Linked DNA regions of Ovis aries: region 2 is linked to region 1. A link is a contact called in public Hi-C data. All regions are on one chromosome and are shown on one strand. Each heading gives the region's core, a stretch centred on a gene start, on an enhancer-like site or on the middle of the called end of the contact. The rest is flanking DNA. Distances are from core to core; before and after follow the strand shown. Region 1 has its middle 210 kb from the start of KLF6. Region 2 holds the start of KLF6 (KLF transcription factor 6).

The links. Hi-C and Micro-C count contacts between places; a contact is called where the count stands out from the background.
Region 2: a contact with region 1 is called in a Hi-C map of tail adipose tissue, with 4 times the contacts expected there. The contact joins the promoter of KLF6 here to the enhancer-like site in region 1. A contact is called at or near these places in 2 of 16 Hi-C or Micro-C datasets (skin fibroblasts and tail adipose tissue).

What each region holds. Positions count from the first base shown.
Region 1 is chr13:43,971,193-43,974,014 of ARS-UI_Ramb_v3.0, reverse strand. No RefSeq gene overlaps it. Among named protein-coding and RNA genes, the nearest start is that of KLF6, 210 kb to the left of the region's middle. Within about 2 kb of position 1,339, at least 7 of the 54 cell types and tissues checked have an H3K27ac peak or open chromatin away from gene starts, as enhancers often do. A contact at or near this core is called in tail adipose tissue, where this site is marked.
Region 2 is chr13:44,180,999-44,183,820 of ARS-UI_Ramb_v3.0, reverse strand. KLF6 (KLF transcription factor 6) reads right to left here and starts at 1,448. Exons shown (of 4, transcript XM_012188639.4): 1 at 1,138-1,448. The coding sequence starts at 1,341.

The DNA of each region.
Region 1 (2,822 bases), core at 90-2,589:
CCCAGGACTGCTGCTCTTCCTACAGAACATTATGGGATGCCTTTGCCCAGCTTTGAGGATGTGTTAAGGGCCATCATACTAAAAGCATTCCACACCACGCTGGCCCAAAGAGCACTGCCTCAAATACACAGGGAATGTTTATTTTATTTATTTAACCTTCAAGATCCTTATTAGCTGTTGTAGAAAAGTAAAGATTTATTCATCAATAAAACCCAAAGACTCCATTTACCAAATTTCCATTCTTTACTTTAATGCAATGTGTCTGTAGGGCTTTTAAAATTCATTTATAAAGTTAGAAATATATTCAGCTCTGCTGTCTTGGAGATAGATGGCCACATTATTACTTGTCTGTCAGATATAAGTAGGGCTATTAATAATGTAAAGACAGCTACTAAAGATTCCAAACGTGGGTGTTTCCTTTAGAGGAAATTGCAACTCTAACCTTTGAGTTCCGTTTGGAATCAATTACCTGACTTTGTGTGTATTGTGAAATACCTTTTTTTAGTTTGGAGAGCAAGACATAAGTTAATAGTCTTCAGAATATTTATTGAGAAAGGCAGAGGAAGCGTAAGAATATTAGTGCTAAGAGGATAGTGACTATGACATGTGTTTCAGATTGGGACCAACCTATTCAATATATTACACAAAGGACAGTCTGGACTCCTCTCTGACTGGCACATGGATTTACACAAGATATCGGAGTTGGGGCAGGAATCGAACAAGTGAAAAACTATCGACTGTTGTAGAAAGATGAGATGCCTTCTTAGCCTACAGTTAATGTGTGGATACATACTCAGAGATGCCTTCCTTTCTCCTTACCCCCACAATGAGTTCCAAAAAGAGAATATAATCAGAGAGCCAGTGTTAGAATAAATCTGAAGGTGGATTTTCTGGCTCACAAAGTCCAATTTCTTAAACACCTACATAGAGGCATAACTAGGTCCACACAGCAGCTCTCTGCCCCCTCTCTCTTGGGTATCCTGGGTATAAACCAGGCCCCCAAATATGAACTGGAGACATTAGAGTATGCAGCAGTTAGTACTTTCAAGTAAAGAATGTTCATCCATTTTCACCAGTAAATATGCGTTTATCACACCCTATCCTTGCTGTTAATAGATGAAACAGGAATGCATGGCTATTTTCTTTTAGAGGAAAAAATTCTTAGAGTTGATTTGAATACATGAGAATGGCATCTGAAACACTCCTGGGTGCTATGAGGAACATGTGGATCTCAGAGAAAAGGAACGGAGGTCGCTACGGATCTGCTGCCCTAGCAGACTTCTGGCAGAAGTGGATGTGGATGCAGCTGACCGGATATGAGGGAGCATTTAGAAATACTTCAGTTATACATTGTCTGCGAAAGGGTTGACTCATCAAGGTCTAAGCGAATGTCTTTATTCATTCAATTGTTAAAGGAGCAGAGCTGGCTTACCAGGAAAATTTCTTTTCAGAACCTGTTCATTCGGATAATTTTCAGACAATGGGTGATTTAAGACTTCACCAGTGAGAAAATAAGCAGTAAAATATAAGTTCATTTTCATAAACTTCAAAGATAGCATTGAATAATACCTTGAGATTTTGTTTTTTTTTTCTAGTTGGGGGAAACTGTTAGGATTTTGAAATATGTGGACGTGGCTGTGATTCAGGAGAGCGGCTGACACAGCACCCAGGTTGATTGTTTTATGAGATTTCAATTTGTGGCTTCTACGTGATGACAATTTCCCTCACTGGGGACATGCTGGGGACACATGTGATGCAAGACTGTTCTCATCAGTTGGTGTGTCCTCGGGGTTGAGGAACTGCTTCGCTAAGAACAGCTGTGAGCTGGACAACAAAGTTCTGGCAGGAAGAGACAATGTTTTATTTTTCTTTAAAATTCTGTATTCTGGCAGGGTTTCACTGCTCTGTCTGGGGGCAGAGGAGATGTCGAGCCAGAAGAATAATTGCAGATTTTCACATAATTCTTAAATGTACAGTATCTATGTTTGATGAAAGAGAGAAAACCACCCTGTTAGAATCTTAGCATCTGCTCTGGACAAGGACTGCATCCAGGAAGCTCTCTTTAAGCACGGCTCAAAAAACATGTGAAGGAAAGCCGTGTCTCCTCTGGCATGAAATCTCTTTTGTCTTTGGAGAGTTTAAAGAATATTCATTCATGACTGATCTTCATTCACTTTTATCAATTATTTAGTTGTTAACAGGAGTTGACTGCCTAACACAGATGCTGTCAAACACGTTGGGGCAGCAATGCAGCTTAATAGTTAAGAACGTTGGCTTGGACAATCTTGCTGTGTTTTGAATCATCTCCATCATTTGTCAGGACAAATCACACCTTTGAACAAATCTCTTAAATGATTCGGCTCTCATTTTCCTCATCTGAAAAATGGGTCAGTGACTGTCCCTGCCTCATAAGACTGTCTTGGAAATCAGATATAGACCAGAAGAAGGCTTTGTTTAACCGATTGTTGGTCTCCAGTGATGTCAGAATAGGATGCAGCTGTGTTTCTTTTTGAGCACGATGGAGAGCGCTTTCCTTTCCTTTCTCACCCTTTTTCCATAAAATAAGGGAAGCATGTCTGTTATTGTTCCTAACTCTTGAGGGCAGCTGTCGTCATCAGGGGAGGTGCAGGCAGCCTTGGGGACCATCCTGGACTCTGCGACCCCTGACATGCCAGCGTGCACCTTGAACCCTGGTGATGGAATTTGACTATCTTCGTATCTCCCCCTGATTTTATGAAAGCCTTTGCTAAGTTGGGGTTTCATCACAGAATTTTTCTTCACTTCTATTTGATGTAGGTTATGGGTAAACGCATCAGCATGAG
Region 2 (2,822 bases), core at 199-2,698, 210 kb before region 1:
CATCCTAGGAAGCTTCTTTAGTAGGAAAAGCTGGGAGGGGAGAGGGAAGGGAGGGCTGTGAACAATGAGGCAGGCATGTGAAGGTTGTTCCACTTTGTATTTCATCCCCCTTAAAAGCCTTCTAAGCTTTGAAACCCACAGAATATATGCGATCTGCTAATTCACTTTGTGACAAAAAGCAAACAGCCTAGTAGGGCAGAGACAACCCCAAAACCCTCCTATCTTTTAAAGACAATGGGACAAGTGTCAGAATCTCTCTCCTTTCAGGCAATCCTAATGCAGGAGAAGGGGGAAAAATTGAGTTTTTCAAATGTCCAATGCCCCAAATTCCAATTCCACTAAAAAATGCCGCAAACAGACTCCTCTTCCCAAACTGAGACTAGAAGCAATTCGGACAGGCTCATTGTCATATGACTGATAAGTCACTGGTTGTGCAAACATTGGTCCCCCCCCCTTTTTTTTTTCTGGTCAACAAAAGAAGCAGGTAAGAAAAACAAGGCAGATGGAGGCAAATCTTAAGGATTCCCAAGGTAAAGAAACTAAAAATGGCCTGGTAGAGAAAAGGAGCTTGTGGGTGTTTCGCTGGTGAAATTCTTAAGTAAAAAAAAGAAAGAAAGAAAAACCTGTATGTACAAACACCAAAAAAGCAAAACGAAAACAAAATCCCTAAAAAAAAAAAAAAAAAAGAAGAAGAAGAAGAAGAAAAAATAGCCTTGGCAGTACATGCGGGTTCATATGACCAGGTCCAGCTGTGGAGAGCCTGGAGCTGGAACAAGCACCAAACTTCTGCCAAGGGCTGGGGCCGAGATCAGGCCGCGGAGCTGGGTCTACGCTCGGGAGACGGTTCAGCAGCCCCAGAAAACAGCAAGAACACGGGGAGCGCCCGGCGCCGCTGCGCCCCACTCAGATGACAACTCCGCTCCACGCTCTGAAAGGCCCCTTTAAAGTGCCTTCTGCGCCGGAGGCAAAAGTACGTTTTAACAATAATTATTTTAATTTTTTTTTAAAAATTTACCCAAACCATTAAAAAAAGAAGAAAAAGAACTGCACCTCCAAGCTCACACCGTCCTGCGGGTGCATGCACGCACTCCATGCTCGGCGCACCGGGACACCTGGCTCACGAAAATCCTTATTTACCTGTTGCCAATATTCCTCCAGGGAGGGCAGCGCCGAGAAGTAACCAGTCTCGTGCACAATCTGGAGTTCCTGGAAGATGCTGCACATTGGGAGCACATCCATGTCGGGTTGGAAGAGACCGTCCCCGCTGCTGTAAAAACAGGGAGGCGTGCAGTCTGCAGTCGGGAGCGCGGCGGCCGTGCCTGCAGCGCCGGGGAAGTTCATGCAAACTCAAGTGGGCAGCGATTAGGCGCCACGGGTTCGGGTCCTGGCCGGAGCCCGGAGACGCGCTCGCGAGCCCGCACAATATTTGCAAACACCGGACTGACTGCAAACGTAACCCCTGCAAAACTTCCCTATTCAAAGCTCCGCTGCCAGCCTCCCCTCCTCCCCGCCCAGCTCCCCCCGCCGCCGCCTCCCCACGTGACTCGCCCGCGCCCGCCCCGCGCGCCGCCCAATCACGCCGCTCCCGGCCCGGGGGCTGCGCGGCGATGATGTCAGCTCCGGCCAATCGCGGGCGGCGGCTCACCGCGGCCCCGCCTGGCGTGACCGAGCCTCTCCATCACCGCCTTCGCCATTGGCAGAATTCGAACTTCGGCCGGTTCTGATTGGGAGGCGGTTTCGCAGGCTATTTTTAGCAGGGTATATAAGGCGCGGGCTGTCTCGCGCCGGAGGAGTCGGAGCTGGGAGGTGCGCGGCCGAGAGGCTGCGTGCGCCGCGGCCGGTCGGGCCGAGGGGACCCGGTGTCCCTGCCCTTCTCGTCCCGGTCTCGGTCCTGGCCCCGGTCTTCCCGTCCTCGTCCCCGAAGCCCTCGTCCCCGAAGCCCTCGTCCCCGAAGCCCTGGTCCCCGTCCGTCGGGCTCATCGCCCGGGCCCGGCCTTGGTTTCCCCGTCGTCGTGTCCCCGTCCTTGTCCCCTCAGCCCTGGTCCACGTTCGTCGGGTCTGTCGCCCGGGCCCTGGTCCCCTGACCCTCCGCCGAGCTGAGGGGAGCGCGGCTGGGTCTCCTCTGTCCCTCGCTCCGACCTCGGGCTGGCCGGCCGTTCTCTATCCCCCTCCGTCCTTCCACCCTCTCGGTGCCCCCTCCTGCCCAGCTGTAGATTCCCGTCTCCATCCCCGTCTGTCACCCTCTTTCCCCCCTCCTTTTCGCTCCATTATCCCTCTGTACCTGCCCCGTTTCCATCTGCACCCACCACCCGCGCTGTGTCCCCCTCCCTCCCCGTTCCATCCCCCTCTGTCCCCAGGTGGCACCTGTGACCCCGGAGTGGGGGGCTGACCAGCCCTGCAGGTGTGCTGAGGGACAGGAGGGCCCTAGTCGCAGGGCTGTGTTGTATATGAATCTGAGTTTCCCCCTTCAGCCTCCCTCACAAGGACAGGGCACTTACCTGGGGGACCACGGCGGTGCCACATCCTCACCCCCGCTGCCTGCCTAACCTGCAGGAGCAGAGTAGCCTGGAAGACCCAAGTTGGATCTCCTGGCTCTTGAGGGGGTTATGTGCACTCTTGATTCTCCCGAACACATTTTTATTTTTAAAAAGAGGGCATCTTGTTGGGGCAGGTGGGGTTATAAATAGAGGGAGCCTATAACCAATCTTAGTAGGGTCCCCCATCCACACCAGCTGTGTATATTTTAGAAACCCAGGGTCTGATCCCAAACCTACAGAGTCCTGGCCATTGTGTTTTAATCAAGCTCTCCAGGTGAATCTGTT